7 separate regions of the Mus musculus genome follow, and regions 1, 2, 3, 4, 5 and 7 are each linked to region 6. A link is a contact called in public Hi-C, HiCAR-type and HiChIP or PLAC-seq data. All regions are on one chromosome and are shown on one strand. Each heading gives the region's core, a stretch centred on a gene start, on an enhancer-like site or on the middle of the called end of the contact. The rest is flanking DNA. Distances are from core to core; before and after follow the strand shown. Region 1 has its middle 42 kb from the start of Comtd1. Region 2 overlaps Lrmda (leucine rich melanocyte differentiation associated). Region 3 overlaps Kcnma1 (potassium large conductance calcium-activated channel, subfamily M, alpha member 1). Region 4 overlaps Kcnma1 (potassium large conductance calcium-activated channel, subfamily M, alpha member 1). Region 5 overlaps Lrmda (leucine rich melanocyte differentiation associated). Region 6 overlaps Lrmda (leucine rich melanocyte differentiation associated). Region 7 overlaps Lrmda (leucine rich melanocyte differentiation associated).

Region 1 (2,893 bases), core at 253-2,752, 890 kb before region 6:
AGAATGGAATTCCATCTCCTTAGTGATGATTGTGGGGGATTAGGTATTCCGGCGTACATATGTATGTTGATATTTGCATTTGGGAGAAATGTTATATATTCATTCATTCACTCATAAATCACATACCGTGGGCACAGCTCCAAGGCAGGCCTGCAGATACAGTGGCTGTGGCTTTCGTGGTGCCTTCACAGTCTAATGGGGGAAATGGATATTAGACAAAGAAGCACATGTTATCACAAGTGGTAATTCTGAGAAAATAAATCAGTGTTTGTGAGATAGAGCGAAGGTAGGACCCAGCTTAAGGTTCATGGAAGGTAGGTAAAGGAAGACCTGGAATTTCAGGAGGACCTGAATGCTGAGTGGAAAGTGGGTGAGGGAAGAAACAGGCCTAGGTAGCAGGTCTGAATGTGGGGAGGTCAGCAAGAACTCAACCCCTTCTAGGATCTGCCCTGCCTGGCTGGAGGAGAGGAGGCTGGGAACATGTGGAGCCAAATGCTTGAGAAGGTGACCCTGTGATTTATCACCCAGACTAGTAACAGTTGAGAGTGGAAAGACACTGCATTAATAATAATGTTGGGGTGACAAGTCACCTACTAGTAGGTCAAGGTGTAGAGCTGTTATTCTCAGGGGTATGCATAAAGAATTTGGGAGCCCATCAGAGCACGGCTCCCAACTTGGCCTTTGTCCCTGACATGACTTTGGGTACCTTGACCTTGTGAACCTCAGTTTCTTCAGCTGCAAAAAGGAGGCAGTGGTGACAGTTACTCATGGGGTTGGTGGAAGGCAATGGGGTTAAGAAACACACAGTATTGCATAGAAAGCAGCTGGCAGTGAGTCAGCTCTCCTTCCTCTTTGGGAGCTCCCATGGACCAGCCCAGCCTGGAAGACTTCCTTTTCTTGTGTAACCAAATATCCAACTAGCAGTAGTTAAAGGGAGGAAGGGTTTATTTTGGCTTTGAAGATACAGCCCATCATGATGAGCAAGTCATGGCCGCAGCAGCTGGTCATATTGTACCCACATCTAGGAAAGAGAGAGAGAGAGGGAGGGAAAGAAAGAGAGAGAGAGAGAGAGAGAGAGAGAGAGAGGGAGAGAGAGAGAGATGCTCAGATTTCTGAAGTTGGGGAGGGCCCACAGAATGGTGTCTCTTACATTTAGGGTGGATTGGCCCACCTCAATTAACCTAATCTAGATAATGCCTCCCAGGCACACCCACAGGTTTATCTCCTGGATGATTCTAGATCCTGTCAACTTGACAGTCTATCACATATCCCTCTGGGCCTACCTGTCAGGTTGCACGGATCTTGAGAGTTTCTGGTACCCTTTCTGCCAGAAGGCAGCTTGTATTATGAAAGCCTGAGTTTTGAATGAAGTGTCAAATATAATTTGGCAATACTAAGAATTCATTATTAGAAAAGCCAGGAGCCTAGCTCTGAGTGTGAAAGTGATGTCTACTCACTGGGAGGGGCCTTCACAGGTACCCCAGGCTTATGTAACAGATTCGGGGAGGCCAGAGATTTGCATGTCCACTGTGGATCCTGGGACCTCGGAGTCAAGGCTCTTTGAGGAGTGCCCAGAGGTGGGTGTGAAGGAGGGAGAAGAAAGCCTTCCCTGAGGTCTGCTCTACCCAGGGTGGGGATGGGAGGTAGGGTGGGGTGGGGGAGGAGATGTCCTGCAGTCTGTCTATTGCAGACACACATGCGGCTGTTGTCTGTCCTTCTCCTTTAAGTGAAGTAAAGAAGTTCCTGCTAGAGTGGTGGTGGAGAAGGAGAGATGCAGGCCGGAGGGGAGGCCACATTTGTCTCTTTGACAAGCCAAGGACAAACGCCCAGCCTGGAGCATTCCGGAGCAGGGCCAGCAGGCCCCTTAGTCCTTTAGCTTTAGGGACCTGAGTGTGTTTGAGAGGAGAGCTGTGTGTGGGGAGGGAGCAGCTGGACATGGAAAACGGGGAAAACAACCCAAGTCCACAGCCCCCAAACCTATCGTGGGCCTCTACTGCCCTCTTGGAGGAGTCTGGGTTTAATTTTTCTGGTCAGCGTGACAAGGAGGAGGAGCAGGAGAAGAAAGGAGTGAGTTGAAGCTCTAATTCGGTCGGCTGGGATCTGTCACTCAGCGAACAGCCGCTGACTACTCCAGGCAGCCTCAGCTGTAAGCAGCCCATGATTTATGGACACAGAGTGAACTCCTGCGGCAGAAACCAGCCTGGAGAGCAGACCAGCAAGAGGGATTTTTTTTTTTTTTTTTTTTTTTTTTTTGGGCAGGAGACAGGGTCTGCATTTCCCTCATTCATGGCAAACTGCTTTGCACGGCAATTAGCTCTGTCCTCGTTTAGTCTCCAGTCCCAAAGGGTAATGGAGGTCATATATCATCTTCAAGACTGCTAATTATCGAGCTCCTTTCCAGGTAGCTTTGTAACTGTGAGAAGGGCCTGTCGACCTGATATTTATTACTCCTCCAATAAGTAAGCAAAGAGGGGGGCCAGGGAGCTGGGGGACAGGGAGAGAGGAAGGAGGACAGGAGGGGGAGAGAAACAACTTTTTTGAAAGACCGCCCAACCCTAGCCCAGGGATCTCTGACAGCGGTCTGCCAACGTGCTCATCAGTGGGCAGACGTCTTTATTCTGTAGAGTTATTTTTCATGCTGTAGGAATCGGTGTGTCTGTATGGTCCAGAAGGGTGAGGTGAGGGCCTGTGGAGGGAACAGGCCAAGGGTGGGGAAGGGGACAAGGCGAAGTGATATGGAGGAGAGGACAAAAGGAGAGTAGAACAGAAACAGAAGGAATTGTCAGAAGGTGGTGGCACATGCTTTTAATCCCAGCACTTGGGAGGCAGAGGCAGGTGAATCTCTGAGTTCAAGGCCAGCCTGGTCTACAGAGTGTGTTCCAGGATAAACAGG
Region 2 (2,993 bases), core at 78-2,577, 670 kb before region 6:
TCTCTCTCTCCCCACCCCCACCCCAAGCCAAAGGGGATGTTGGCTAATGTTATTAATCAGCATGTGGAAAAAAAATTATCTTGATAAATATGGTGGCTAAACTATACTTTCCCTTTTGTGTGTCAGTTGTTGCAGCCGGGCATTTAATCTCCCTTTACCTAGAAGGAAATCAGACAATTATCCAGCACTTGATGTCAAAAGGAAGCCCGAGAATGAAGGTGGAGGGTCCCAGTGTATTGGGGAATGGACTTAAGCCACCAAATCCCGACAAAGGGCCCTGACAGTCTGCATTTTCTTGGGCATTAAACAAAGTCTTTGGTAAGTTTAAAGAATCTTTCCCTGCATGACTAAACTCATTGAGAGGGTTAGAGAGAAAGCTGCCTCAGAAGTCTTAAGCCTGAAAGGTTTTTCTTTTTTTTTTTTTTCTTTTTTTTTTTTTTGATTTTGCCCTGAACCCTCGGGACCCTTAAAACACTTGAGCATGTGTTGTTCCATCCCTCAGCCAGACAAAGGGGTGTTTGCGCTTCCAGAGAGTTAATAACGACAGGAGTAAGTCTTTCTGGTTTTTGGTTATTCTGTCTCCATCCGCTACCTACCCAAATCATTTAACTGTGATTTACACACTGCCTGCCTCAGTTCTTCTGGACATCTGGGCTCCAAGGAGCAAGAAAAGGCAAGGGCTCAAACAACCACCACAGCCCAAAGACAAATTTAGAAAACAGAAGCTTCTAGAATATGCCAAAGATAAAGAGAGCCGGTTGAGAGTACTCAAGAGTTATCCATTGCAGAGCCCGAATGTCGAGTGTCATAATATTAGATTTTTGTTTCTAGTTGGCCTGAAATTCCGTTCCATCAGTGCACCCCCCCTCCCTCATGGGGTGAGAACATCAAACGTGTTTTCTTGCCAGGATGACAGCCAGCATTGTGTCAGATGGGAGACACATGTAAGCCTGACTTGAGAAGTGAAAAACATCTCAAGATTGGGTCGGTGTGATCGGACATGGCCCCACTGCAGGTCTTTCTGGAACCTCCTGGGCCAGGCCCTTTCAGCCTCTGTCCAGCACTGCCTGCCTTGTGTGCTGTGAAATTTTAATTGAATTGTTAATGACACCGAGGAGTGACACAACACACGAGGAACTTCCAAGAATCAGTCAGGAGGAGCCCCCTTTGCTCACTGTTACAAAACAGAAGACACTGGGAAATTGACAAGTCCAAGCGGCGAGGCCAGGGTCGTAATTGATAGCAGGCTGTCTAAAGCCAAGGCCCTTCTTTGGTAATTGCAAGCAGAGGCGCCTCTCTGATCTCACCAGAGGTGCTGGCCATGCCAGAGCGACCCGGCTTTGACGGATGGCCTTCCCGAGGTAATGACTTCGGCATGTTCTCCCCCTCACATGAGGCTGTGTCCCTCCCACTGGAGAAAATGAGCCGAGCATTTTGCTGCCTCTTAAACAGGCCCCTGTTAAAATAACTCTATTCTATTATATAAGCCCTGTAGTGCCAGGGGCTAAATTTATATGGTTATAAACAAGAGATATTACTTTGGAATACCACAATACTGTGTTTTGCTCTTTCTTGAGGATTTCAAATGGTGTTTTCAAAATAATGGATTTTACTTCACGAAGAAAAGAATGAGGGGCGTGTAGGAGGCAGAAGGCAGGAACTCGTTTCCGAATCAAACCTTCATCCTAGTTTGAAATTCCTCTGTGTACCTTCCCTAATTCACTTGCCCAGTATTTATTTGTATTTGTGTTTGTTTTGCTGGCTGCATTTGACTCTCTTTGGGAGCATCAGAAATATTATTTACTCCAGGACCCTGAAATAAGATAGATATTTTATTTCATGGTTTTTACACTCCTCAAAGGTTTCTTTTTATTCCCCTCCCCTATCCATTTTTGGACATTGATATATTTCAGAACTTTTATGTGGCTTTCCCTCCCTCCATCTCCGCTCCCTTCCCCCATCTCTCTTCCTGGAATGTAATTTTGTCTGTGAAATATGACTGTAAGCTCAAGTGTCCCTGATGATCTATAGTACTTCTGGATTTTCACTCTGTTGGTGACAGAAACTGACTAATTCTGATATAGGGACCCTGGGTGCCCCTCCCCACTGTAACTGGTGCTTTCTGGTATGTTTAAAGTTTGGGTCTCTCATAACACAGTTTCCCACCAAGAACCAATCTTAAAAGGGAGCCAAGGAGATCTGTAAAAACTCAACCTTATATTCTTAATTCTCAGGTTCTTGGTGTGTGTGTTTCTGTGTGAGTGTGCCTCTGTGTATATGTTTCTTTGTGTGTCTCTGAGTGTGTCTGTGTGTGTGTTCACACACTCATAGATGGATAAGTTTGATGGGAACCTGAGAAGCTGGGTTCAGATTTTCCTTATTGGGTATTTCAGGGGAATGGCTACAGAAACAGATCCAGAGAGGAGGGAGTCGTTACTAACCTCAAATGAGGCCAGCCTGCTAGAAGCAACGTTGAGATTAGGGCTCAGAACTCCTGATTCCAAGTCCTGAGTCAAAGTCTACAATCCCAGCCCAGTGGGCAGGCAAAGCTGAACGCGTTTGAAACATAGGAAGGATTTGTTGCTAGCGTTCCAATCTGCACTCTGGATTCTGGAAGGGTGGCCTGGGAGGACCGAGGAGCTCACAAAAATTCTCCTTTGTCAGCCATGCGCAGTCTGTGGGGAAGGAAGGGTTGACGTCTCAGAGGAAGCTTTGGGTTGGAGTTGTTTTTTGTGCTGAAATGCATTATCTTAAGGTGGAAGCCAGAATCGTTCATGAAGTTTCTTTAAAGACTCTAGATCCCCAGAGGAGGAATGAGAGGACATTTATTGAGTGCTGACCAGTGTCAGGCACAGTGCCAGGTGACTCCACACATGGGTTTAGGTTTTAGAACTGTTTCTGAGCTCTGAGAGTTCAAGTTTCTTCATTTGTAAGGTGGTGGGTGAAAGAACTGAGCAGTGTGGCCTAGTGCGCTCCACTGCCTTCAAAGACTA
Region 3 (2,700 bases), core at 41-2,540, 620 kb after region 6:
AACCTATCCTTGACTCTCAGCTTGTTGTTTCCTGTCGTCTGGGCAGAGATCTGGAAGGGAGGCCAGCAGGGACCAGCTTTTACTGAAAACTAATGACAATTGTTTTCTGAAAAGTCATTGTCAACAAAATCAGTTCTTGGAAGTAGAGTCCTGGACAGGGAACTGCTTCCCCACCATGTGCTGTGTGGTTTGGTCGGATTAATAACACTTTGTAAACCACACAGGCAAGGCAAAGAGTGTCCAGCACTGGCCAGCGCCCACCACTTATACCTGGAAGTTTCAAAAGCCCAGCACAGAAATGTCCTAATGGACGCTCAAAGTTAATGAATTAAAATTATTATTCATTTACAACATAAGTAAAGTATATCTTCCAAGTTACTAACAGGTAGAATACTAAAGAAAATAGGTAAATTATTCTCTCAATAAAAATGTCTGTCTCGTAAACAAGGCAGTATTTATCACATGTTGTACTTTTCTTTTTCTTTCTTTCTTTTTTTTTTTTTAAAGATGTATCTTTGGTTTAAAAAATAAATTTGAAAATAGGCTATACATATAGATAGAAGAAATAAACAGTTGTTGCCTATAGTTATGTTTTTAAAAAGTATTTAATATTTATTTTGGTAGTCTTATTTGGCTCATTGATAATGCCCAGGTTGAAAAACAAATCACTTTTTCTAAAAATAATTTTACTGAAATCTAAAACAAGACATAAAAATAAACCCTTATGCCATGTGTCAGGACTGACTTCTGGCCCCATAGAGAAAAGCAACACCCATTGGTGAACATGGATTCTAACTTGGTAATTCTTTGTGAGACAGCATCAAGTTGGAATTATTTTCAGACGGATATTAATCCAGTCTATTTATTAACTTTATAAACATGCCCTCCATATCCTGATGGGTACTGTGGGAATTAACCTGTATAACCAATAGATTAAAGACATGGCCATTCCACTCAGCAACAGCGGGAGGGTGGTGGGGAGGCAACTGGAGGCTGACTCTGCTTTCTGGGTCTTTGTCTTTTAAATTCAGTGAATGTTTACTTAGCTGGAACTTTCTCCAAGTGAGCATTAGACTGGGCAAATTGGATTTAAAAGAAATATCGCAAGTTGAGAGGTGTTGTTTTAATGGATGCATATCTCTTGCAAAAAGAGTTTCAGATATCCATCTTAGAGAAATAAAGGAGAATCAAGAGAAAGAGAAAAGGCAGGAAGTGAGGCAGGAGGATAGGCATTTAGAGGCCATCTGGGAGGGAGCATTTCATTTATAGGGTTGCAGTGCCACCTTCTGGTTACTTCATATTTCAAGTCCCCCTGATCTGAGGCCATCTATCTCACAATCTAAGCCTCAATGTGCAGCTGTACAACTGCAGTTCTCCAGCGCTGTTATACGTAAGAATTTTATTGCCCGTCAGCAGATTTCTAACCCACTGGTTGAAGTTTAATAATCTTCTGTTACCTGAAGTATAGGTTATATAAAAACCTAGCATGCTAATTGTTGACAAACCAATTCTAATACACAAAGCTCTGTAACTCACCCAGTAAATACCCAAATACATCAACAGAGAGAGCTCCTTTTTGTTCTAACAGTGTGCTATTAATACAACTGATCATTTAACATGAGATTCACAACGCGCATTTCAAAATATGGAGGAATCAGGGGCAAGGCTTCCCCTTATTAACTTCTCCTTTATTTACAATTGAGAAAGAAAAGAACATTCTCTCCTCCCCCTCCCCACTCCCCCCATTTTTGGAGAACAAGTTCCTTGACCACAATGCCATTTGGGAAATATGTTGATATAGCAAAGTCTGAATTATAAATACCTTATAGGCGTTTATATAAATACCTTCCATCTATAAGATGTTATATGGTTTTGCATGGTGATGAGGAAGTTGTGGGGAAGATATGTCACCGATACTGTGGGCAGAGAAACACTACCTGTCATTTTCTCTGGGGGGGGGGGGGAGATCACCGAGACGACGTGATAGCAAAGGAACACAATAAAGAGGAGAAGCCGGGATGTGATAGTGTGTCTGATTATATCTGCAAAGGAAACTGTGAAATAAATTAACACCAAGTACCCATGAGATGCGGATGGTAGCTCCACAGCCAGCAGTTGCTGTGCATCAGGGGAGGTTTCTGTTCAGTAGTAAGAGAACTAAAGTGCAGGTAGGCTGTGAATCTGGTGGTGATAACTAATGGCCACGCCACTTAAGACTCGGATTAGATCTCTAACAGGGGGAAAAATAAGAATAATAAAAGACTCTAAAGGACAGAAGAATGCAATAGGGTTTGTATTTTCACTCAGAAAATATAAACCCCAAATGGGATCAAAGGGGCCCAAGAAATGAAAAATGACAATTCCTCTGTCGACCCTGATCTTATCTCAAGCCACACTATCACATGATAATGCTCTGGGGTTTAGGGGAGGGCAGAACTGTTCTTTGGGTGCCAAGGAAGCAGAAGAACATTATGACCCACTCGGCCGAGAGAAACACACTCTAATTTCAAAAAGTTATTGAGATTTAATCTCTAAGAACTGCAAAAATAGCTCAGGCAACAACCAAAAGGGTGGCTCTCAACACCTATATGAGTCTTTGTGGGTAGGGAAGTATATTGGAAAGGCAAGATTTCAGTACTTCCAGGAAGATGTCATGCTGAGGTCCTCCCAATCCAGACTTCAGCTTCCTAACACAAACAC
Region 4 (2,856 bases), core at 128-2,627, 740 kb after region 6:
GGCTGCTGCCATGTAATACCAGTACTGTATGGAGGTTCAACTCTGACAGCAACAGAATCAGATTTCCACATCCTTCATGCTGCATTGATGTCTATGATATTTTAATACAAAGAGACGCTGGACTTGGCCAGTGAGAAAGTTTGCTGTTTTATTTTCAGAGCATGGTGACAGCAGTGGTGGAAAGAACCCCAAGTCTGCAAGGAACTGCTCGTCGCAACTCTGGAAAGACTTCTATCAGAATGAATGGCATGTCAGGAAGACAGAAAATAGGGTGCAACTTAGTCTCGGATGCTTGCATTTGTTCCTGGGATTCTAAATCTACCCAGCAAGGACTCACTCCATCAAACATGAGGCTGAGCAGAAAGAATCTTTCGGGATTATAATTAGAAAATTCACAATCAGAATTCCTTTGTAAATGGAGGTAGGATATTTGAAAGCAAAAGTCGATGCTTGAATGCGCCCCCACCCCGCAAGGTACCCAGTTCATCTCCCACCTACATTTCTATTCTTGTTTAGAGAACAATAGGTGGAACATTCTGCTAAGTGTGTGGAAGGGAAGAAAGACAGCAGGGAAGGGGGGCAGAGGGGAGGCCTTCATCCCATCCGCATTACCTAGAGTTTGATTGACTATGCAGCCAAGTCTCTTTTCAGATGTTCAAGTTTGAAAAGGACTGGAGACGTGCCTGAGAAGGACCCAAAGCAGATGCCAAGGAGGAAGTATCTGCATCCACACCCACCAAGGCCCCTGTCATTGGAAAGGACTACTTGGGACACTACATCATGTGGGGCATCTAATGCCAAATGCGCTGTGATCTGCCTCTCAGTGCCCAATTTCAGAAGTCATCAGGGGTCGTTTTCCCAAAGTATGAGGGCAACATTTTTTTTTCTTTTTTTCCTCTTTCCACAAAAAGTTTAATGCTAATCAAAGCAGAATGCCTAATCAGTTCAAGATGGCCTGTCAGCTTGAATTATCTATTTGTCTTCCTATTTACTGTATCTGTCTGTCTACAATTCTTTGTATCTTTGTGAAAATCAGTTATTAGGGCCCATGTTTCCTTCTGACTACAATCGCTACCAGATGAACCTCCCCGGTGATATGTTGATGATTTGCTAATTTATGGTTTTTAAAATCGAGGAATCCTGAGATATTGCAGGGGAGTCACGTGGGCTACGAGAGGAGAAGTGCTCAATGCTTTTCCTGACAAGGGATCAAAGATTGTGTAAAATACAAGACTTCAGTCCCATTTCAACCTGAGTGATGTCTGAGGCAGAGAAATCGTAAATGACATCTTATGGGAAACATCCCTCCCGTGAGCAGTCCGGCCCTTGCAGGCCTGGGAGAAGTGAGAGTGAACGTCACCCGAGATCCACATAAACAGGAAAGGAAAGCAGGCCCATGGTATCAAGCCAAGATAGCACCACATGACTTAACCCACATCCCACTCTCGCACACTGGAGGCCAGGCTGAGAGCAACCACAGCATTGCAGGGAGACTCCCTGGGATCCGAGGCAGGTTTAAATAAGCTCTCGAGCTGAACTTCCCAACCACTTAGGTGGCCAGATAGCTCAACAGAGAGCGAGAGCTGTTGTACGGCTGGAGGGTTTAATAGGTGTGCTGGAATGTATCTGTCCCTGATGCCTGGCACAGAGCAAGCAGTCAATAAACACATGTGGAATGAATAAACATGAAGGTACAGCACATGGTGATTCTCTTTTGGCAAGGATAGACCCCCAAGAGGGGGCAAATAAAAAGAATCTTTTTAAGGAAATAGCCATATTATGGCCTTTAAAAATGGCCTGGAATCACTGTGGGTAAAACCTGAAAGTAGGGAGAAGATAGAGGAACAGCCCATGTAGAGCCAAGGTAGTAAGTAGGCATAAAGAAACACATGGGGTCTGAGTAAGGAGGAGGGAGGGGGAGAGGGAGAGGGAGGGGGAGGGGGGAAGAGGGAGAGGGAGAGGAAGAGGGAAAGGGAAAGGGAGAGGAAGAGGGAAAGGGAGAGGGAGAGGGAGAGGGAGAGGGAGAGGCAGAGGGAGAGGGAGAGGGAGAGGGAGAGGGAGAGGGAGAGGGAGAGGGAGAGGGAGAGGGAGAGGGAGAGGGAGAGGGAGAGGGAGAGGGAGAGGGAGAGGGAGAGGGAGAGGGAGCATGAACATGAATGAGAAGAACAGCCTATATTGAATAAGTAGCTAAACTAGGCCCCACTCATAAGAAATCAGAAGGAGATGCATAGAGCCCCATGATTAGCTAGCAGAGAGGAATGCCCTGGCAAGCTGGAGATTATGAAGGAGATATAGTTATTCTCTGAATTCTTGAAGCATTGGGTCCAGATGAGGGTAGAAAATATGGTCCCAGGTATACATGGAGTTCTTTAAATAAGTTTACTTCTATCTCTTGGAAATCAAGAGCTCAAAATGGACCAACCTACAAATCCTGAAACTGGTCTACTAGATAAAACAGTATGGTGTTTGTAGTAAGAGACCAACACTGAAGCTCAAGAGCAAGAGCAATTGCTCTGGAGCAAGATATGGGTCTGGCTGTAGAAACTGCTCCCCACTCTAGAATTGGGAAGTCACCATGGAGATTTTCCTTCCATGCTAATTACATCTGGTTTCCTGTTCTCCTTTGTCCACTCCTTGTCTTTTTTTTTTTTTTAATTCCTTTCTTTCCATGTGTCCTCTCAGCTTCTGGCTACCAAAAATCTGTGGAGCCCTCTACACCCACACTCTTCTCTCTGTCCCAAACACCTGGGCCAGAACTACCTCAGTTTGGGGCCATTGAAGCCACATCATGGGAAACATAAGGCCTGGATGGCTCCCCAGCTGTGCTGTCTCTATCCAGGGGGTTACAGCTGATGG
Region 5 (2,794 bases), core at 109-2,608, 610 kb before region 6:
GCTGTGGCAGTTCCCTGTGGCTCTGGCTTACCCAGCCAGAGAGCACTGTCTAGTTTCCTTCTTCTGTGTTCCCCCCAACCCCTCCCCAGAGCTCCGTCATTAGTTCTGCTGCCTTTAGAGTTTTAAAAAGTTGGATGCTTCTCTGTTATAAAAATAACACACATATCAGACTTGCAGATGGCTATTAGCCAGAAAGAGAGGCATTTAGAGGTGTGTGGGGTGGGGCAGGGGTAGGAGTCAGATGGTGCGTTGGGCATGCGGAATTTTACTTTCTGACCGGTATCCTGTGAAGGAGTGGGTTTCAGAGAATAATGTTGTACAGCAGACTGGTTGAATTTAAAATATTTATGGGTTGAACTATCTAAATCTCTCTCCTCCTCATCCGCACATCACCTTCTCCTCTTTCATCCCTACCCTTGGGGCAGCTGTCCCATTTTCTGGGTGAAGAAAAAAATCGAGAGGCTTCCTCTGTGTCTTGAGTGTGATTGCCGAGGCTATGGTGTTTGCAGAGCTTTTCAGTTCTCCCCTTGTTTTTCATAAAAACAAGATTTCTTATGCAAAATGGGTCACTCGAAGGCTCCAAACAATTTCTCCCTTGCAGCCGCTGGTGCCTCATGCAGGGGCGATGTTAGCAAGCCACTGACATATGGATGTGATCTCTGTTACTTTGACCAGATTTGGTTTCCTCAGAGTGCGTGAGAAGGGAAGATAAATTTTGTCCTAGGAATACTATAGCGACTCATAAATAAATGGTTACCCTTTGGTGCTTGCAGTTTTCATTAAAGCCGCCTGAGCTTTGTTATTGACACCATAGGTTGCCTATTCAGGGAAATGCAGTAAAATTTATCAGTGTGCTTTCCACACCTAATAAATCATCCAAACAGGGAACCATATGGCAGATAAGACCTTGAAAATGTGGCTTCAGCATGTGAGGAGTCAAGTCGTTGAAATCGTGAATGATTACAACCTGCACAATTCCCCAGAATATCTTCCAGTTATTTTACATGTTATTTTCCTTGGTCACCCCATCACCTCTTTGTCTTTCTTCCCCTGTCTCTTCCTCCTCTCCCTCTCCCTCTTCCTCTCTCTCTCGGTCTCTCTCTGTCTCTCTGCCTCCTCTCCCTCCCTTACCTTCTTCTAGCAGTGCCCTTTCTCAGGCCTGCTCATTCTTTGTCTTTTGGGTAGGGGTCTAGTTGTGATTTCAGCTTTAAAATCAGCGTCCGGAGCAGATAAGACATTTTTATAATGCCTGGCTGGTAGGATGAAGAGGGGCAGGAGGAGCAGAGACTGACGGGAAGGGATGATGTATGTGGCGGCTGTGTCCCCGCTCTCCTCCAGCCCATTGTCATTAATCATGGCCATTAGTTTTTTTCAGAGCTGCCTTGTCTGCACAGTGCCTCAGAAAGGCCATTGTTTTTCCATGCCATAGCTGAGGGGGGAAAGGGAAGAAAGAACCCCCCCACATCCCCCGCCCCGAATATTCTTTTCTCCTCCTTCATTCTGCCTTCTAGAATCTGCCCCTTCTTCTGTCGGGCCCATAGCCCCCTCCCCTGCCCAGCTTCCGTTTCTCTCCTTCTGAGGGGTGAGGGGCGGAGGGAGCTGACCCTTGCCTCTTTGGTCCTGTTGTGTATTTTCCTGATGACACAGCACGGAGACACAACTGTGAGGGAGTCACTGAATGAGGGCTATACTCCCAACACTGCTTAGCATACAAGGAAGTGCTGCCTATGTTTGTGGCTTTTTTCTGGTCTTTCTCTTCAGGAACTGCAAACTTAGAGTAAGCCTAGGATGTCAGCAAGATCGGAGGACGTGTCCGTGGTAGCGTGAGTGTGCTCAGCAGCAGAGGGAGAACAGCCTGATGGCCTGTTAAGTGCCTAAGCAGCCTTGACACCATCTTAGGGCTCCCCCACCACTGCTGTGCTGATCTCAGAATCAGCTGCTCATCAGCCCGATCCCAGGAGTGAGGATGCTGGTTGTTGATGAAGAGCGACCCTGTCTTTTCCTTCTCCTCCACTAATTAAAGACTTAGGCTCCAAGGGAGAGATCCCAGAGACCTTGATGGCTCCCTTGCTTTCGATGCCATTCTATCACCAAGTAATACCATGAGATTGAACTGCCAAAGACACTAGGGTCATCAGGAACACACACCACGCTATGTAAAACTCGGGGAGCCAACTTCAATGAGATCTGATTGCCCAAGATACTTAGGTCATAGGAAACATGCACCATGCTATGTAAAACTCAGGAGCCAACTTCAAGTACAGAGCATATAAATTAGGGCATCATTTTGTGAAATTTACTATGGAAACAGAAAATTGTTGCTGAAAGGTGAAGAATAAGAATTAACAAAAAAGCCCATGACAGCTTTATTTGAAAAGAAAAAAAAATACTCTGTTTGTCTTCACACAGGAGCACAGTTATAACGGTGTGTTCCTAAATATTGTGTTGTACCTATAACTTATTTTAGTGACCAGGCATGGTAACGTATGCCTAGAACTTCGAAGTCCGAGTCAGAAAAATTAGGAATTCAAACTTATCCTCAGTTGCGTAAGGATATGAGGCCAGGCTGGACTATATAATAATATATATATAATAAGATCTTGTGATTTGCTACTCAAGCATTAACTGAATATTTATGATACAGAAAACAATATGAATGGTCAAATTACTCTGGAGGCTCTAGAGATGAGAGACATGATTTTTTTTTCAGGGACCATGTAACGTAAGTCAAATTACTGTTCCTCTTTAGAACTGCAATTTTTCCTTCTCTTAAACGAGATAGTTGGTTCTAGGC
Region 6 (3,015 bases), core at 386-2,885:
AGACAAGGTCAAAGGACCTGTTAGAGACAGACAGGAGCAATGATTTGGAAGACCTTGAATGCTCTCCACATGTCAGGTAAGGGGATGGCCCTTATGAAAGTCATAATTCTACCTCTCACAAGTAGTTGGCTGAGTAAATCCCTATCTGTAATCAAATCTGCCATGTGTCCCTGTACCCATAGCCCATAACTCAACTGGACAATTACCCCTACACCCCCCCACACATACATCCCTCCCCCCCCCCCCCACACACACACCATGGTTTTCCTTCAGTTCAAAGACACATGGTTGGACGAGGAATTATTATAGGGCCCTCTGCTGGCCTGATTTTCCAAGCAGATCTGGTTCATGGGCATCACAGCTCTGTGGGGAAGCTATGTCCGTCTGCCTTACCTGACAAAGCCTCTGAGTGCTGCTTACACTGCTGGACATGTGCCAAGTGGTGTACCACCTCAGAGAGAGAGGGAGGGAGAGGGGGGAGAGAGGGGGAAGAGAGGGAGAGAGAGAGAGAGAGGGAGAGAGAGAAGGAGAGAGAGAGAGAGAGAGAGAGAGAGGGGGAGAGAGAGAGAGAGAGAGAGAGAGAGAGAGAGAGAGAGAGCTGATTTGGGGTTGGGACAGGTGTGGGTCAGTGATAAACAGGTCTTTGCCCATGATTTTGTCTCTCCCTATGATACTGAACCCATCACTAGCAAAGAAATTTAATGCAATGATTTCTCCAAAAGCCATCGAACCCCATTGTAGCCCTGCCTGAACATATAAATATACCCTTCCTGAGGACATATTTGCATTTTTGGGTGAAAGAAATCCATATATATGGCAAAGATGTCTCTGTAATTATAGAAAGTTTATTTCTGTCCCCAGATGTCAGCAATCAAATTCCCCATAAATATATTTTGTGTAAATCTGTCGGCAGCTGGTCTCCATTCAGTTTTCTGGAGATATTAGCCTGTCTTTGAGTTTATGACAAAGTTAAAAATTATTCATTAAACTGACCTGCAGTATATTCAGTAACTGGAAAATTGCCTTGCCGTTCTATTTGGTTTGTAGATGTGATCACAAGTAAATTTTTAACTTAATTAATTGGCCGTTTCTGTTGACAAGAAATTTATGTGGTAATAATTTGCTCGAAATAGATGCCGACTGTAGGAAATGAGATATCCATCATGGGCTTGTGTTCCAGCAGCTGCACAGTGGCTATTATGAAAGTATTTCAGCCTGCGTCGACCCCAGTGTTTGTGCAGTCAAGATTATATATACCCACGATCCATGGCCTGCCAGAGAGGCGCTGGTGGAGGTCTATGATAACAAAGACTCCGTGATTTATGGCTTGCTGTGAAAGCAGAGCTTGATGAGATTAAACAATTTCATAGCACAAGTGTTTCTCAAGACCTGATTTGTAGTTGCAAGCTGATGGTAAATCACATTTATATATCTGCAAGCGTGCTCAGCAGAGGACTGCAATTACAGTTTAAGACAGCTACTTTTTATTTAATTTTTATCCTGGTTTTGTCTCTTTTATATCCCCCTTCGTCTGCAAACCGTTCACCTTCACAAGTCCTTTCGTGGTTAGGAGGCCAAAGATTGAAGTCAGTGATCTTCTTCTTGTCCTCTTGCCAGCTGGGAGGGAGGGGGGGTGGAGTTCTCAGAGCAGTGCGGACTGGCTCAAACTGGCTTTGACTGGTGTGAGCTCTTTGTTCTATTCTGTGTCCTGTTTGCCTTCCTCAGGGTGTATAGCAGACACTTGTGCTACTTGGCACACAGATGGAGGCCAGAAGCCGTCCTCATCCTGGTTGGGAGGGCATCATCTTGTACATGATGTCTGGGAAAGATGGGGATTGCTTTCATTTTGGAAGTCAGAGTGCAGTGTAGTAGGGGAATGAGGAAGCTCACAGCTGGCTCCCCTTGAATGTGACATTGGAACTGTGCTTTTCATGCAGACCCCTGAGGACTAAACTCTGGAACCAGTCCACTTAGTCACTTAGTGATCTAAAAAAAATGATCTACTGTGGCCTCATCTCTGTGCTAAGTAAGCAATAGGACAAACATCTCTGCCTTCCTCACAATACATGGGTGTGTGTGTGTGTGGCTAATAATAATAATGACAATGATAATAACATAGTCTTAAATGGTTGGTGCTTACATTACTGGAGGTTGGAAGGGAAGAAAACAGCATCACTCCTAGCTGAGGAGGCAGAGAGAATGAACAAGGCAGGGACTTACAAAGTAGATTGTAATTTAAGTAGTGGGAAGAGAGTTCTGGACATTGCAATGGTTTGTATAGTCGAAGACGTGGGCTCAACTATGATAATTGTATCACTGGATAATTGTAACAACGGTATAATAATAGCAGTACACATTTCCAGTACATCATCTTACTTACTCTTGGAAACCCAGACCTTGAACATTCTTGTGATCTTTGATTCTCGAATGTTTTGTTGTCTTTCACCATGGAATGGTGAAACGAGCAAGAAAGCATTGTGCCTCTAGGCCATCAGTCAAAGCTCGAAGAGCTCTGGCTGTTCACATGGGCCTGGTATAAACACAGTCACTGGGTAGAGGGACTCAGAGAAAGTCACAGGGACAGGAGGTGATGCGATGAAGAGGGCTGAGATGGGAGTGCACTTTGATGATGGAAAGAAAGAAATGCAGGAGAGACAGGGCAGGGGCAACTCCAAGCATTTCTACTCCTCACAGCATCCAAAAGAAGCAGCTTGATTTCACCTACCAGGACCTGTTTACAAATGGCTAACATTCAAACAGTAAGTCTGTGCTCTTTTAAGACACAGAAGCCATGGCAGTGTGTACAGAAAACCTATACAAGAGCTAGCACATTTTACTGGGCTCCACATTGAGTCTGTAACTGATTTTAGTAGGATAGTGAAGGAGGTGTTTTTGATTTCTGTATTTTCCCAATTCTGTACTAGTTGCAAGGCTGGTAGTATTTCTGCCTATTTTGCTCACAAACCTCTAGTGCCTAGGACAAAACACAAGATGTACTCACATCCATTAGATACG
Region 7 (2,951 bases), core at 359-2,858, 600 kb before region 6:
CCTAAAAAAAAATCCTGTTTCCAGAAAATTTATCGTTCTTCCATCTTTCCAAAGAGTGAACTATATCAAAGTGGACTTGGGATTACTGATGTGGGGCTGGGTATGCGATCATTTTGGAATGCAATGCTGGTTGTGTAGACTGGGTCGATGATGGATCCAGTTGTGAATAATTCTTTTAAAATGGATGATGTCAGTGGCAGTTTTATAACTGGGATTTTACTAGTCTGGAAGAAATTGCTGGAACATGGGTGAGAGTAAGTCACCACTGAGTGTCAATAAAATAAAAGCAAGGAGTTAAGAAAGTTAGGGCTGTCTACATTTTTCACATTGAAAGCACAAATTACAAGGAGTTCTCACACCACGTTTTGTTTGGCGTGTTATCTTTATTTCTTCTTCTTCTTCTTCTTCTTCTTCTTCTTCTTCTTCTTCTTCTTCTTCTTCTTCTTCTTCTTTTTCTTCTTCTTCTTCTTTTTTTTAATAATGGGAAATGTATTGATATGGTCATTACATGGGATCAGCCAAATCGTCTTACTAGGGGTCAAATCCATTTTTGAGAAAATAACTGCCCTAAACTAGGAGTGGAGCCTTGACCTGATTAGAGAGTTTTCAAATCAAAAGCAAACATCTTCTTTAGTAGTCTAGCCTTCGACATGACATAATGATGTCTAGTAGTAATAGGTTAAACTCAACCCTAAATTCTCAAAGGTAATTGCCCCTAGGACTTTGAGGGTATCCCCAACATGAATCTGACCATTGGGCATTCTGTATTTTGATCTTATATTACAACATATCTTTTAATGAATTGTAGGCTACACACACACACACACACACACACACACACACACACACCCTCATCTCTAGCTTTTATTAAACACCTACAAAGATGAAGTCTGTGTTTCCGAGTGTCAGGTTGAAGCAGAGGATAGTTGTTACCTGTGCTACTCCTCAGGCCATTGGGTGTGGTTTAGATTAGTTCTCTGCTCTGTCACCTACCTGGCCCCAGTGAATTTGTGATTACAGCCTTAGATGATGTAGCAAAACTTAGACTAGTTTTGACTGAAACAATTGCTAATCTAGAAACAGACAGCAACTGAAAAGCTATCACCTCAGATATACTTGCTTTAGGAACAAAGAAGGATCCACATAGTGAAAGGAGGTATGGCAAAAGGAGAGGGTACCCCACTCCCAACAGAGGAAAACAACGGTTACAAATTCATTTAAAAAGAAACAATGAGTTTAGTATAGGAAAACCAAAGCAACAACAAACCAAAACCCTACAAAATATTACTGAGAGTAGCAAAGGAAGGGAACACAGAGTGAAAAGGTTCCCATTCCGAGTAGCGTCCACTGATAAACTTGGAGACCATTAAAAAGGTTATCTTCTCAGCTGTGGAGTTCACTAGACTCCTGGTCACTTTGTATAGAAATGTGGCTGGTCTCCTGGGCTCTGGATGCCTTTGATACTAGGACCAGTTTGGGCCATTTTCTGGGAAATGGGACAGAGGGACACAGGTTTTGGTAACCTTCGCACATTTGTGCTTTGACTTAGCAGTTAGGCAGTTGATAAATGACTGGCTGGTCTGTTGTCTTTAAGGAAGTCTCTGCCAGTGGCTAAATTATTATTTAGCTTTCTCAGGAACAAGCTGCATTGTGGGTGCCCTGGAGCTCTGGGAATTGGGCCCTGGTGTCTGAGCAGGATTTGGCCATTCATGTGGCATGGCCTGACCCTCCTACCCCCCATTTGCTAATTTTTGAGATGTTGAGGACATCATTTGTTAGGGTTTTGTTTTGTTTTATCATTGTTCTCAATTTTCTGAGGAATTTGAGTCTATCTTCTTCACCCAGAGCAGAAATGGATGTGAGATGGGCTTCATTTTTATCTGTGTTATTTCCAGGAGGTGATCTTGCATGTGGTTATAAATTGAATTTAGACTTGGGTTCGAATCTCAATGCTGCCACCCATGAGTGGCTCGATGATTGTATCTTGAACAAATTGTGGAACCATGATAAGCTCCAGCTTCTTGTGTAAGAGAGTAGCAGAGATAAGAAGCAAGATAACATAGTCAAGGACTTAAGCATCAAGCTATGATGCAATGTACTCATAGGATGGTATTAGCCGCTTAGCTTATTGTCTGGGCTTTAGGAACACAGGTGATTTTAAAGCCTTTGTTTTAAAAAAAATGAGACACAGTATCTATAAAATGGGAAACATACGAAGTTGTTGATTGTTGCCCAGAAGAAAGTCTTAACAGTGAACATGGTGTGTGCAGTTTGTCTGTCTGTGCGTGTGTGCATGTGTGAAGGCCAGAGGGTGAAGTTGCGTGGCTTCTCTAATGGGTCTTCACTTTGTTTACTGAGGCAGGGTCTCTTGCTGAACCTGGAGCTTGCCGATTGAGCTAGTCCAGGTAGCCAGCTTGGCCCAGGGATCCTTGCCTCTGCCTTCTGAGCACCGAGATTACCAGTGGACCCCATGCCTGCTTAGGCTTCATGCACCGAGATTACAGGTGGACCCCATGCCTGCTTAGGCTTTATGTGGGTCCTGGGGATCTGACCTCTGATTTTCATTCTGATATGGCAAGTGTTTTATCCAACAAACCATCTCCCCCACAGTAAAAAGTTTAATTGATTAAATAGTAAAAAATGAATAAGCCCTATTGTTCTTCTTCTAGTGATTTTTTTCTGTAACACAATGACTCTACCTGTACTTTAGCAATGCCAAGAATCTCCCTGTGCAGGGTTGGCAAGACCTTTCTCTGTTCCAACTTGTTCATTATGGATCCATTAATACACACACTGGCAATCTAAAAGTCGAAAAGCCAGAAAGCAACCAGTCAGCCCAAGCCAGCCTCTCTGTGTCTGACCCACTCCACAGATGGGCAACTTAAATTCACTTTTCATGGGTGAGAACCGTTTTGCCTGTTCTATTGCAGAGGACAGTTGTGAATCAAGCA

What was found. A called contact is a pair of places that touch in the nucleus more often than the background predicts. HiCAR-type assays count read pairs that join an accessible place to other places. HiChIP or PLAC-seq counts read pairs in DNA pulled down with a chosen protein or histone mark.
Region 1: a Hi-C map of nephron progenitors shows a contact between it and region 6, with 2.6 times the contacts expected there. The contact joins two enhancer-like sites. A contact is called at or near these places in 3 of 484 Hi-C or Micro-C datasets (the N1E-115 cell line and nephron progenitors) and 2 of 9 other capture datasets (embryonic tail and embryonic trunk).
Region 2: a Hi-C map of uterus shows a contact between it and region 6, with 4 times the contacts expected there. The contact joins two enhancer-like sites. A contact is called at or near these places in 4 of 484 Hi-C or Micro-C datasets (nephron progenitors and uterus), 1 of 115 datasets of contacts at active chromatin or transcription factors (kidney) and 2 of 9 other capture datasets (embryonic tail and embryonic trunk).
Region 3: a contact with region 6 is called in a Hi-C map of stem cell-derived motor neurons, with 4 times the contacts expected there. The contact joins two enhancer-like sites. A contact is called at or near these places in 8 of 484 Hi-C or Micro-C datasets (the Patski cell line, myocytes, nephron progenitors and 2 more), 1 of 115 datasets of contacts at active chromatin or transcription factors (differentiating embryonic stem cells) and 3 of 9 other capture datasets (embryonic stem cells, embryonic tail and embryonic trunk).
Region 4: a Hi-C map of uterus shows a contact between it and region 6, with 4 times the contacts expected there. The contact joins two enhancer-like sites. A contact is called at or near these places in 4 of 484 Hi-C or Micro-C datasets (tail fibroblasts and uterus), 1 of 115 datasets of contacts at active chromatin or transcription factors (differentiating embryonic stem cells) and 2 of 9 other capture datasets (embryonic tail and embryonic trunk).
Region 5: a contact with region 6 is called in an H3K27ac HiChIP or PLAC-seq map of differentiating embryonic stem cells, with 5 times the contacts expected there. The contact joins two enhancer-like sites. A contact is called at or near these places in 2 of 484 Hi-C or Micro-C datasets (both in nephron progenitors), 1 of 115 datasets of contacts at active chromatin or transcription factors (differentiating embryonic stem cells) and 2 of 9 other capture datasets (embryonic stem cells and embryonic trunk).
Region 7: a HiCAR-type map of kidney shows a contact between it and region 6, with 3 times the contacts expected there. The contact joins two enhancer-like sites. A contact is called at or near these places in 1 of 484 Hi-C or Micro-C datasets (nephron progenitors) and 1 of 115 datasets of contacts at active chromatin or transcription factors (kidney).

What each region holds. Positions count from the first base shown.
Region 1 is chr14:21,889,814-21,892,706 of GRCm38.p6, forward strand. No RefSeq gene overlaps it. Among named protein-coding and RNA genes, the nearest start is that of Comtd1, 42 kb to the left of the region's middle. Within about 2 kb of position 1,503, at least 74 of the 459 cell types and tissues checked have an H3K27ac peak or open chromatin away from gene starts, as enhancers often do. A contact at or near this core is called in the N1E-115 cell line and nephron progenitors, where this site is marked.
Region 2 is chr14:22,113,889-22,116,881 of GRCm38.p6, forward strand. All of the region lies in intron 2 of Lrmda (leucine rich melanocyte differentiation associated), which reads left to right. Among named protein-coding and RNA genes, the nearest start is that of Gm41107, 84 kb to the left of the region's middle. RefSeq lists an enhancer at 1-2,063. Within about 2 kb of position 1,328, at least 40 of the 459 cell types and tissues checked have an H3K27ac peak or open chromatin away from gene starts, as enhancers often do. A contact at or near this core is called in uterus, where this site is marked.
Region 3 is chr14:23,399,996-23,402,695 of GRCm38.p6, forward strand. All of the region lies in intron 19 of Kcnma1 (potassium large conductance calcium-activated channel, subfamily M, alpha member 1), which reads right to left. Among named protein-coding and RNA genes, the nearest start is that of 5430425E15Rik, 110 kb to the right of the region's middle. Within about 2 kb of position 1,291, at least 35 of the 459 cell types and tissues checked have an H3K27ac peak or open chromatin away from gene starts, as enhancers often do. A contact at or near this core is called in stem cell-derived motor neurons, where this site is marked.
Region 4 is chr14:23,519,879-23,522,734 of GRCm38.p6, forward strand. The region is part of intron 9 of Kcnma1 (potassium large conductance calcium-activated channel, subfamily M, alpha member 1); the gene reads right to left. 5430425E15Rik (a long non-coding RNA gene) reads left to right here. Exons shown (of 4, transcript XR_003951125.1): 4 at 1-2,856. Among named protein-coding and RNA genes, the nearest start is that of 5430425E15Rik, 11 kb to the left of the region's middle. RefSeq lists an enhancer at 268-1,720. Within about 2 kb of position 1,378, at least 20 of the 459 cell types and tissues checked have an H3K27ac peak or open chromatin away from gene starts, as enhancers often do. A contact at or near this core is called in uterus, where this site is marked.
Region 5 is chr14:22,167,498-22,170,291 of GRCm38.p6, forward strand. All of the region lies in intron 2 of Lrmda (leucine rich melanocyte differentiation associated), which reads left to right. Among named protein-coding and RNA genes, the nearest start is that of Gm41107, 140 kb to the left of the region's middle. Within about 2 kb of position 1,359, at least 27 of the 459 cell types and tissues checked have an H3K27ac peak or open chromatin away from gene starts, as enhancers often do.
Region 6 is chr14:22,782,191-22,785,205 of GRCm38.p6, forward strand. All of the region lies in intron 5 of Lrmda (leucine rich melanocyte differentiation associated), which reads left to right. All of the region lies in intron 1 of Gm30926 (a long non-coding RNA gene), which reads right to left. Among named protein-coding and RNA genes, the nearest start is that of Gm30926, 18 kb to the right of the region's middle. Within about 2 kb of position 1,636, at least 60 of the 459 cell types and tissues checked have an H3K27ac peak or open chromatin away from gene starts, as enhancers often do. A contact at or near this core is called in the N1E-115 cell line, kidney, nephron progenitors and 2 more, where this site is marked.
Region 7 is chr14:22,186,418-22,189,368 of GRCm38.p6, forward strand. The region is part of intron 2 of Lrmda (leucine rich melanocyte differentiation associated); the gene reads left to right. Among named protein-coding and RNA genes, the nearest start is that of Gm41107, 160 kb to the left of the region's middle. Within about 2 kb of position 1,609, at least 1 of the 459 cell types and tissues checked has an H3K27ac peak or open chromatin away from gene starts, as enhancers often do. A contact at or near this core is called in kidney, where this site is marked.